Linked DNA regions of Mus musculus: region 1 is linked to region 2. A link is a contact called in public HiChIP or PLAC-seq data. All regions are on one chromosome and are shown on one strand. The core of a region is the stretch at or near the end of the contact, and the rest is flanking DNA. Distances in the headings are between cores, read along the strand shown. Region 1 overlaps Rara (retinoic acid receptor, alpha). Region 2 holds the start of Msl1 (male specific lethal 1).

Region 1 (5,613 bases), core at 2,018-4,517, 170 kb before region 2:
GAGGACAAGCGGGCCCGGGGCCGACAGGTCACACGGCCAGCAGGAAGGCAGAGAAAGCCAGGGCAGGGGTGAGGGCTGTCCGTGTGTCGAGGTGGTCATGGGGATTGGGTGGCTGGGCTGCTTCTGTGGGAGCTGGGACTGAGGCTGGGGCTACAGCTACCCGGAGGGGGGGCCAGGCCACCCCCATCTCGTGTTCCGCCCCCCGACTGTCCGCTTAGAGTGTCCAAGCCCTCAGAGTTCTCCAGCATTTCCTGGATCAGCGGTGGCATGGAGCCTGGGATCTCCATCTTCAATGTGATCACCCGTTCAGCTCCTGTGGGGAAGGAGGTGGGGGTCAGAGACCTGGCCCAGAAGGGAGGGTCACAGGGTAAGGGGATCACTGCCACCCACCTGGGCATCTACCACGCACTGCACCTGCACCTGGGGCTTGTGCCCGCATCACAGGCCTGCTCTCCTGAGCCCATGGTGTGGTGACTGGGTGAAGCATTCTAAATTCAGGCTTGGCTTATCTAGATTTGGCCCCTATGCCTCATGTTTAATCCAGCAGGTGCTTCCAAACACCATCGCCATCCCTCCACTGCCCTCCCACCCCCCAGGAAAATGAGGCTCAGAGCTGGCAAATGCAGTTTTCACAGACCACACCCACATGACCTATTACGGAGGCCTGTCTTAAAGTACCACGGAGAAGTGACAGCTAGAGAGTCCCAGCCTAGACAGATGGGGACATGCCAGGTTCAGACGAGGAAGACACCATGTAGATGCCAAGACGTGAGGTGCCAGCTTGACTGTGGGCAGTGGTCCTAAGCCAGTCCTGGGTGGGCCTTCCTCTAGGTCAATGGTTCTCGGCCTTCCTAATGGCGCAACCCTTTAATACAGTTCCTCATGTTGTGGTGACCCCCCAACCATAAAATTATTCTGTTGCTACTTCAAATCTGTAATTGGGCTGTTATGAACTGTCAGGTAAACACCTGACACGAGGCTCACTGTGAGAGTCATGTGACCCCAGAGGGGTTTCGACCCCTTATGTTGGAAACCACTCCTGGTGGTGAAGATGACACTCACCCTTGGCGCTGATGCTCCGAAGGTCTGTGATCTTCATCAGCATCTTGGGGAACATGTGGGGTCGGCTGGGCCTCCGTTTCCGGACGTAGACTTTCAGTGCTTCCAGCAGCGGCTCTTGCAGCATGTCCACCTTGTCTGGCTGCTCCAGGTCCTGTCGGTCTGAGCACAAAACTGTCCCTGAGCAGGAGCCCCACCCCACCCCTAGCCAACTCCACCAACCGAGAATACACACAGCTGCTTTCCCAGATCTGGCCACTTGGGGGCGGGTCTGCCCAAGTCACAGAGGGCAGAAGGCTGCTCCCATATACCTGGCCACAGGGTAGGCCAGGAAGGGTCTCTGGGCTGGTAGGCAAGAAGAGAAGCTTTCTACTCTAAAAAAAAGAGTGGGGTGTGGGCTTCTCAAAGCTCAGCAGCTATGGTGGTGGAGATGGACACCCCTGGCCCAACACGGGTAGCGCTCCTCATAGAAAGCAGGGACGTCCCAGCAGGTCACCATCATTACTACAGCAGTGTGACATGGAATAAAATAATAATTAACATTAACTGTTAACTGGGTCTTATTCTTTTTGTTTGTTTTTGTTTTTCGAGACAGGGTTTCTCTGTATAGCTCTGGCTGTCCTGGAACTCACTCTGTAGACCAGGCTGGCCTCAAACTCAGAAATCCACCTGCCTCTGCCTCCCGAGTGCTGGGATTAAAGGCGTGCGCCACCACGTCCGGCCTGGGTCTTATTCTTGACCCAGGTCTCAGATGAAGATCACAGACCTTCGGAGCTTATTCTAGACTGGTGCTTGCTGCCTGAGACCCTGGTCTTGTGTGCCCAGAGTCCGGACCTGCCCCTCCAGGCCTCCACATGCCTCCTGAGAGCCACCAGCGCCTCACCCACCTCCACAGATGAGGCAGATGGCACTGAGCAGTCCAGTCTCAGCATCGTCCATCTCCAGGGGCAGCAGCTGGTTGGCGAAGGCAAAGACCAAGTCGGTGAGGGGGCCAAAGCCAGCGTTGTGCATCTGAGTCCGGTTCAGGGTCAGTCCATCTGAGAAGGTCATTGTGTCTTGCTCAGGCGTGTACCGCGTGCAGATTCGCAGAATCTGGGTGCAGAGGGTGTACACAAGGTTCAGAGGCTGGAGGCGCCCCCACCTTCTGGCCCAGCAGCCCCTGGCACACCAGTTCCAGCATCCCCAGAGGCCTCTCTCTTGCCCTGGCAAGCAGCCAGAGCATGGCTGGCTGACAAGAATTTCCTCCAGTGATGGAAAGGTTCTGTCTGCAGCATCCGAGGCAGTAGCCACCGGCCCCATGTGGCTACCGAGCACTCGAGAAGTGGCTAATGCAACGGAGGGACTGAACTGAGTCTAATTGTAATTAAATTTAAATAGGCGCGCATCTCCACCGCTACTGCTCCGGGCAGCAGATCTAGGCCACGCTGCCTTCGTATAGAGAAATCACGAGGGAAAGGAGTTTCCAGCCAGCAAGAAACAAGGCAGATCTGTTCCTAGGACCATCCCATTCAACCCCAACAGTTCGTACCCAATGGCGCCTCCCCCATCTGTGCACTGGGGACCCGGCACTTGATGACCTTCCCTTCCCAGAAGCCTCTCCACACTTCTAGTTCTCCACCTAGGATGTGTCTTTGAAGGAATAGGTGGTGGACTGAACCCCTGAGAGTGATTATGGGGAGTCCTCCTCTTAGCCTTCACTCGTGACAGTTCTTATTACGTCCAGCATCCCGCTCACAACTCAGGCCACCAAACGCTCTGGCGTGCCAACTCCATCCAGCACTGTGTCCCAGCAGCAGACCTTTCTACTTCCTGTTCCCAGGATAATGCCACCTTCCCACAACACAGCTAAGTGGACAAGGTGCCCACAGGAGTGGAAGAAAGTGGCCCAACGTGAGCGGTGGGGGATTTGGATTCGGGGGAAAGCATCGGGGAAAGTGGCCATCTGGCTGGGAACAGATCCTACAAGGGCCGGAACCCGGCTGGAGAGCAGGGGCAGACTCTCACCAGGATATCCAGGCAGGCAGCCTTGAGGAGGGTGATCTGGTCGGCGATGGTGAGGGTGGTGAAGCCGGGAAGCTGCTTGGCGAACTCCACAGTCTTAATGATGCACTTGGTGGAGAGTTCACTGAACTTGTCCCAGAGGTCAATGTCCAGGGAGACTCGTTGTTCTGAGCTGTTGTTCTGGGGGAGGCAGGGAGGGTCAGGGCCTCAGCTACGGCACTGGCACCCGCTTCAGCCTGGCCGCTCGCTGCCTTTCGCCCTCTGCTCAGCCTACACTTCCTGACAGTGTAGGAGGAGACAGGGGAAGGGCAGCAGAGGCGGCCTGGGTGTGCAGTACCCCTCGCGGCTGGCATACCGTAGTGTACTTGCCCAGCTGGCAGAGGGCCGGGAAGGTCTCCTGGTGCGCTTTGCGAACCTTCTCAATGAGCTCGCCCACCTCAGGCGTCAGCGTGTAGCTCTCTGAGCACTCGGGCTTGGGTGCCTCTTTCTTCTTTTTGTTTCGATCGTTTCGCACCGCTGGGGGGAGGGAGGGGTGGAAGGGGGGACATGGGTTGGTTAGAGAGTGACTGCTTTTGGCTCGGGGTCGTCCAGCCTATGCTGTCCACCACCCAGACAGACACACACAGACAGACAGACAGATCCACAAAACAGTGCCCCACACTAACCTGTCTGACTCATATCCTAAATCCTATTTTAGGGCCTGGGACTGTGGCTGAGGCCACACCACACATGTGCACATATGCCCTCCGCCAGTGTGTGGTACCCTGTCGTCATGCACCCATGGCAGCAGCCCACACTCTAAGAACATGTGCCCAGGTTGGCAGTCACACACACTGAGTCCCCGCTTTGGTGCCTGCCAGGAATCCCTGCTGTCCCAGCTCTCCTGGCAGCGATCTCCCTGGGGGATTCCTAAGACTGGCTCAAAGCAGCTTCCCTGGGCAGGCAGGGAATAAGGCTCCCCAACCAGAGAATGGGGGCCCCCTGGCAGAAGAATCTCTTGGCCCATTAGCCGGGGAGCTGACAGATCGCTGGGAGGGGGGCGCTGAGCCGCACACACCGCTCGGGCTTTAAAGAAGCGATGGGGTCGTTACCAGCCGATTATCCCAGACACACAATCACTCACAGGGCCTCCGTGGCGGCTGCTGACGCGGGAGGAAGGAAGGGTGGGGGTGGGGGTCCAGGGAGGGGACGGGGGGGGGGTGATGGGGGGGGAAGCTGGCATAATTTGGAGATCACTCATGTCGATTCTGCAAATTCAATAAAGTGCAGGGGAGAGAAGGGAGAGGCAGAGTGGGGGATAATTTGGGAAGAGAAAATTGCAGCTGTGACAAGACGTTTATCATTCGGAAGCTTTAATTCTATTGAAATGGCAGCTGCTCAGCTCCGGGGCACGGAGCAGCCGGGAGAGGGAGAGGAGGGAGAGAAAGAAAGGGGGAGTTGTTGTGGGAAGGAGAGGGGGTCCCCACCCTCGTCCTGTTCTAATAGTTCAAAGAAGGAAGGTGGGGCAAAGGGAGAAGGAAGTGACGGCCCCTTTACCAAAAGGTCTCAGTTCTGCACGTCCCAAGTTGTCACAGACTCTGCAGAGGACCGTCACTAGTCACTACTTCCTGAGTACAAGACCAGCACTCCCGTGTCTCTGGTGACAGGAGGCAGCAGGATATCCAGCTCCCCAATTCCTGGCTGGGGCTGCTGGTGCATTAGTCAGAACCATCTTTCTCAGCACCCCTCCCCACAAAGGGCTGGAGGGGGTCTTGCAGCCCCCTCCCCCACCTCATCCCCCAAGGCTCGGGCTCCATGGCAACGGCCACGCAGACAAGGAGGCGTCTGTCAGCGTCATTTATCTCTGACATCATCAATCACTGGTCACCACGGCAACACCCATGATTCAACACAAGAGGGTCTCCCCGTCCAGCCCTCCCCTCTGTCCCTCCCTCCGTCAGGGCCTCAGCTGAGCCCAAACTGGAAACCCCCTTTCCTCTGGGATCTGAGAAGCCCAATTCTCTTCCAACTCAGGGTTCCAGGTTTATCCAGACAATGGCTTCAGGGGGTCCTATGTCAGCCCCCCCATACATACAGACCAACTTCACACCTTTTCGAGTTCAGGCCTCTCCCTTAAGATACAGGAGGGACTGGGATAAGCTACTGAGCCACACCCAAAGCCAAGCAAAACCCAGAAGAAAGCTATCCTGGGGGCAGGCACCCCATACACAAGCAGGCATGCAAGCAACCACCATGCTAAGGGGACCGCTCTGTGCATTCTGGGCTTAACACCAAACGATCCATGGACACGCAGCCAGCCAGACTCCCAGGTTTGTGGTGTTATCTACAAAGCATCCTTAACTAGAAGCTTGCCCGCCTGCCGCGGCACACATGTTCCCACATGTATACACAGGCACACACACACACACACACACACACACACACACACAGCACCCCTGCACGCCCCACCTTGGGCGGGGCTTGGCCCCTGGCCCTGCGACACTCACACTCCTTGGACATGCCCACGTCGAAACATTTCTGCAGCCGGCAGTACTGGCAGCGGTTCCGGGTCAC
Region 2 (5,825 bases), core at 912-3,411:
CCCCAGCTCCTGTTCCACCTTGCAGAAGGCACTCTCCAATCAAACAGAGGCCTGATGGCGACTTATTTAGGAAGCAAACAAAATGAACAGCTCTTCTGCTCCCATGCTCAGCCTGTGGTGCGTGAAGCCCCAGAGTAAGAGGAGCCAGGAGGGAGGGAGGGGGGAGCAGGGCCTGAGCGCACTGTAGAAGCCATGTTTATTTTTAGGCGTCTAAAAGGTATGTTACCACTGTAGCACCCACCACCCCAGCGGCCCTGAGGTGTGAGGGAGTGTGCTTAACATGTGTGCCCAAGGCTGCTGCTCATGCAAGCAAGCCTATGGAGTCATGCTTTCCAGGAGTACAAAGAAATAACCAACAACTTTTCTAATACCTCAAGATTCAAAAACAGGTCTGGGAGGTGGAAGGGTTTACAGAATACATCGAATAAGCTTATGTCTCAAAATCTGCCAGCTTAGTCAAGGGACGTGGTCAGCGGGTAGTGTTTTATAACTCAGATTTTCTACTAGAAACTCTCTGAAATCAAAGGCAGTGATTCTCATTTAGGAGAGCTAAAACAGGATTCCACGTACACCATCTTTACCCTCTACCGACCAAAAGACCTATGACAACCCTCCTGTCTAAAGATGCAACAGCGGTGGTTACGGCAACAGCTGTTATAGCCTCCTCTCCAATGCACAGCTAAGGCAACAGCGCTTGAATACAACCCCTGCCATACAGCCACATCTGCACCCCACCCTATCATTTTTAACCCCTCGTAAATCAGGTCTTTCCCACTCTAAACGTCTTTCCCACAAGTGTGGGGCTGTCGTTTTAAATTAACCCTTTGGCAACCGAAGCCTCCCATAACACCCCCCACCACACACACACAGGTTGCCCTTTAACCCTTCCTTCCGACCCAACGTGTCAGTGATGCCAGGCTCCTAACGACCCAACATCTAAGGCACTCTTTAGCTGGTGGCCAACTTCCTCTAACCCTAACCGAGCGGGGACCTCTGCCTCCTACAGCCCCCTTCCCCCGAGCATGCGCAGAGCTCGCTCTCCATCCCTAATGCAGATTAACCCCTCCCGTACCGTATCTCTCTCGGACTTCAGCTCCTCTATCTCCTTCTCCTTGGCCTGCAACTGCTGCTGCTGCTGTTCGATGAGGTCCAATTGCAGCAGAAGGATCTGTTTGAGGCAGGCGGCCTGACTGGAGGCTCCCGAGCCGCCGCCACCCCCGAGAGGGCTCTTCCTTATACTCTTCCATCTGCCCTCACTGGCCGCCAGGGTCCCAGCAGTGGCGGTGGGCGCGAGGGGTGGTGGCCCGGGCAGAGGTAGTGGTGGGGGTCCCGCCGGGTCCGAGGCGGTGGCAGCTGGGGGAGCCGCCCCACCCTTGTCCCCAGCCCAGGGCGTAGGCTCTTTGGCCGCCGCCACCACGATAGAGCCCGTCTGAATGGGCAGCACCGCCTGATACTTGGGCCGGGGGCTGCAGCCAGCGCCGGCTGCGACTGGCTCCCCGCCGATGCCGGCTTGTTTAGTAGCTGGGGGCGGACAGGGCAAGGGCACCGAACCGCCCCAGCTCTCTTCCTGCTGCCCGGGGGCCGCCCCGGCTGGGAGTAACAAGCCCCGGCCCTTGCCGCCGCCGCAGCCGGCTGGAGAGGGCGAGGGGCTCCCGCCCTGGGAAGAGGCCAGCGGGGGCCCCGGCTCCTTGAGCTTACGATGCCGGGGGAGGAAATGGGCTTCGGCCGCCCCGGACTCGTCCTCGGGCCCGCCCAGCGCCGCAGCCCGCTCGTAGTCCAGTCGCTGCTCGGGGTTGCCGCCGGCAGGGGCCGCGGCCGCCTTGAACACTGCGGATCTCATGGTCATAGTGGTCCGGAGCAGCGCGGGGGACCGAGACGGAGGAGGGGGTGGGGAAGGGGCGAGGTGCGGGGGGTCGAGGACGGAGGAGGGGGAGGGGAGTTTGGCGGGCTCGGCTCAGCAGAGCAGCCGCAGGCCTCCGCTAACGCGGCTTCTCCGAGGCCCGGGCGCCATCCCGCCGGCGAGCGGAGAAGTGGAGGCCGCAGCTGAGGCCCGCCGCCGACCCATGGTGGCCTCGCCGCCGCCTCTGCTGCCGCCACCGTCGCCTTCGCCGCAGAGGCAGGAGCTCGCACCCAGCCGCCCCCGAGCTCATCCCCGGAGCTCGCTTCGGCCCCCCCTGCCCGGCCGGGCCCGCCTCGTCTCCCCACCCCGCACCCCCCCTTCCCCGCCCCGGCCCCCCGCCCCGGAGCTCGCCTCAGCCGCCCCGAGCCTCCATTTCCCCCCCCTTGCTCCTCCTCGGGAGGGGGTGGGAGGGACGGGTCCGCCCAGAGCCCTCCTACTCCGGGAGGGGGGGTCTGCCGCCTCCCCCGGGGGTTCTCCGCGCCGCCGGGTCCCCCTCCCCCACAGTCACCCCCGACTCCTCGGCGTTTCCCTTTAAAAAAAACGGAGCCGCCGCAGCCGCCGCCACCGCCGACCGGAGCGCGCATGCGCCGAGAGGGCAGCGGGCGGGAGCGAACCGGGAGCGGAGAGGAGGGAGGCGGGTAGCGCTATTGTGAAAGGGGCCGCGGCTACCGCTGCCGCCGCGAGGGGGAGGGGACCGAGGCGCGGGGGCCCACGAGGGGAGGTCGGGGACGAGGGCGAGGACGCAGGAGCGGGCGAAGGTGGGCTGCCGAGGCAGGGGCGGGCTGGGGAGGGAAGAAGGGCGAGGGCGGCCGCTGGTGGTTGGGGAATGCGGAGGATCCCCGGCAAAACCAAGTGCGAGAGAATGGGGTTGGGGAGGAAGGAAGGAGGTAGATGCTCCCGCCCCTCGCGGACGCCTACCGACCGCTCTGCTGAGCCGGCCTTCGTCGGATAGCCCTTCCCTGGCGACCTGGCTACGCGCCTGGCCCACACCGGAGCCCCGCGCGCCTTCGGGACCGGCCCCGACCCAGGCTCCCTTGGAGCCTGCGGCTGTTTCATGGAGTAGAAGTCAAGCTTCCACCCTCTAGGCTCCCTGGCGGTCCCACATGGGTTGGGGAAAGAAGTGAAGTTCTTTGTCTCTAAGGGATCCAGCACAGAAATGGAGGGACCTCTGGTTCCCAGAAGCAGCAAAATCCATGATGTCTGCTGCCCAGGGAGTTGTAAGCACAACCTTGGGGTGAAGTACTGCCAACTACCGACAGTTGTTTCCCAAGCAGCCATGTCTCCAGCCTTCTTAAGCTGTAGCTACTCCTAGCATCTTCTGGAAAAAGATTCAAGAAATCTATGGAGAGATGTATGCCGGTGTTAGGACTAAGTGTTCTTTAGGGCCTTCTATTGGAGCACTTCCCAATTCTCCAGGTTCATAGTGTCTGTGTGCCTTAATTTTCCAAGCAACTTTAGCCACTAAGTCCTCATAGTTCCCTATGGAAAAAACATGTACATAGTTGTAAATTAATTGGTTGCTTATCTGTCTGAAGTGCACTTCTAAAATTTTTTTATAGGAGATAGGTATAGTGGTCTACACCTTTAACCCCAGCCCTTGTGAGGCAAAGACAGGAGAATGTGTGAGTTCGGGGCCATCTTGGTTCACATAGCAAGTTCCAGGACAGGGCTACATATACCTTGTCTAAATAAATAAATAAATGTCTCAATGCGAGCAAGCAGATCTTGTCTCTATAAATAAATAAACGATAAGTTGTACAGAGAAAACAAGGACACCTGGTTCAATGCGAAATTTAGTTAGAAACTGCTTCTGCTTTGTGGGCTCTAAGCATGAAACACTGAAAAACTTCATGGGTATGAAAGTCCTGAGTCCCCGTCCTCTTTCCATCAGGTGGGCCTCAGAACTGCACAGGAAGGCAGTAGAAGGAAGGGCAGGATTAGAAAGAAGTTTGTAGAATGTGGTCTTTTTCAGTGTGAAGACTACCACCTCACTATCCTGATAACCTCCCAGATTTGTGGCTTGTTGGACCCTTACTCCAAAATCCTATCTCCAACTCCCTAGAATATGGCCAACTGGATGTCTGATATGCACTTCAGACTCAAGCTTTCGACTCTGCACCTAAATCCTGTTTCCAGTTAAGTCAGTCCATCTTACTTTAAAAATCCAAGCTAGTACATTTTACATCTTCGCCACAACTCTACCTTGATGTAAGCTGCCACCTCTGCTTTTCTGTTTATTGTTTTAATTATGAAATGCTTGTGATTTGTCTCATGATTTCAACCTCTGCCTAAGTCTTCCCCGGTCATTTGTAGTGATCCTGATAGATTTAAGGTCATAATATAAGATCATAAGATCACTTGGATTAAAAGTGTAATGGTCTGAAGGACCTGGCCCTTCAAGCTGCTGTGGACTGGAGAACTCTTACGGCTTTCTGTGGACCCTCTCCTGCCGTCCTCGCCTCCTGTGTCTGTCTGCTCGGGTCTATACGTTTGCTGTTCTCATATGGATCCCTACTCACAGGACTTCCACACTTCTTTGTTCCTTTTTACTAAATATCACCTTTTAGATGCCTCCTCTGCTGGCCTCTTATTTCCTCTGCAGGATTTAATCAGCATCTAATACATACTTTGTCCTGCATTATCCTCAACTCCTAATGTGAATCTTACAGGTTGCTCACTGAATGTTGTCCGTATCGACACCCATACGTGTTACAAAGTGCCATCTTGAAGCCTGTTCAGGTGTGAGTCCACGAGTCAGTTCATGTAGGGTGACAGTACTCTGGGGATGTATAGAGAAATGACAGACAGGAGGGTGAGCAGAGACCCAGGCCTGTTGTCTGAAAAGCTAGTAAAGTCAGCTCTTTTGGGAGACTGCAGTAAAACAATTCCAAGTTCAAGACTTGCCAGGTTACAGAATGACAGGACTCTGCCATGGTTCAGTGGTTAGTGCGTCTGCATTCCTAGCATCCACAAAATCCTAGGTTCAATCCTCAGTATCACATAAAAAAGGACCGCTGAGCCGCCTCAGAGGCTAAGGGAAACTGCAGAGATGCTTGGCGTACAGAGCTCAATCTCTATGGACACAAAGGAGAGAGGGAGATAACCCGCCTGTCTCCTGACCTCCACTCTCACTGGAGAGGTACAGGAGCCAAACTTAAGTGAAATAAATGTAAATATGTAGAGAGAGAAGCCAAGGCTGTAGCATGAACCGGCCAGAAGCTATCACAGAGCTGGCGAGCTGGTTCAGCAGGCACAGGTGCTTGCCCGGCGAGCCTGGCCACCTGAGGTAAATTCCCAGGACATGGGCACAGGTGGAAGGAGGGAAGCAACTCCACCGCCACAGAATGCTGACAAGCCTCCACCCCCCACATGCACACCAACCCAAACTGGAGTCATTAGCATCGTTAGAAAACTTGGATGTGCAAATTTCCAGGTCCCACCCTAGGCCTAAAGATTCCCTAGCTCTGCGTGGTTTTGAGCCATCCCTCCTCCCCTGGGGCTTTGTTTCTATTTATTCTTTCTTTAGACGGGGTCTTGAGTACACAAACTGACTTTGAACTCCTAATCTGGCTACCACCTCCTGAGTGCTGGGATTACAAACACTATCATGCTAAGCTAAACCTTCCTCCTACCCACTCTTAAAGGGCCAGACAGTGACTTATGTTAGGCTTGAATGACTGGAAGGCCTTTTTTTCCTCTTCAACTTCAGTACCACCACTGCAATGCAAAAGCAGCCCCACCCCCACTGAATGATATGGTGTACACGGTCATTTTCCAATATGAACTTTATTATAAGAAATTTGTATTCCTAATAATTTTGTTTGGGGTTTTGAGACGAGGTCTGAGGTCTCTCGTGTATATTTATCTCTTCCAGGTAGCCTCGAATTACTGTGTAGCTCTGAAGGACCTTGAACTTCTTCCTGCA

Evidence for each region. HiChIP or PLAC-seq counts read pairs in DNA pulled down with a chosen protein or histone mark.
Region 1: an H3K4me3 HiChIP or PLAC-seq map of embryonic forebrain shows a contact between it and region 2, with 2.3 times the contacts expected there. The contact joins the enhancer-like site here to the promoter of Msl1 in region 2. A contact is called at or near these places in 12 of 39 promoter capture datasets (3T3-L1-derived adipocytes, the C10 cell line, cranial neural crest and 8 more), 15 of 484 Hi-C or Micro-C datasets (the Ba/F3 cell line, CD8 T cells, the HL-1 cell line and 6 more), 9 of 115 datasets of contacts at active chromatin or transcription factors (embryonic forebrain, embryonic limb bud, embryonic stem cells and 5 more) and 4 of 9 other capture datasets (adipose tissue, liver, macrophages and 1 more).

What each region holds. Positions count from the first base shown.
Region 1 is chr11:98,968,120-98,973,732 of GRCm38.p6, reverse strand. It overlaps Rara (retinoic acid receptor, alpha), which reads right to left. Exons shown (of 9, transcript NM_009024.2): 4 at 5,547-5,613; 5 at 3,416-3,576; 6 at 3,064-3,240; 7 at 1,947-2,151; 8 at 1,063-1,221; 9 at 1-313. The coding sequence ends at 96. Among named protein-coding and RNA genes, the nearest start is that of Gjd3, 12 kb to the left of the region's middle. Within about 2 kb of position 3,267, at least 74 of the 459 cell types and tissues checked have an H3K27ac peak or open chromatin away from gene starts, as enhancers often do. A contact at or near this core is called in CD8 T cells, the N1E-115 cell line, cortical neurons and 5 more, where this site is marked.
Region 2 is chr11:98,791,852-98,797,676 of GRCm38.p6, reverse strand. It overlaps Msl1 (male specific lethal 1), which reads right to left and starts at 2,161. Exons shown (of 9, transcript NM_028722.3): 1 at 1,073-2,161. The coding sequence starts at 1,846.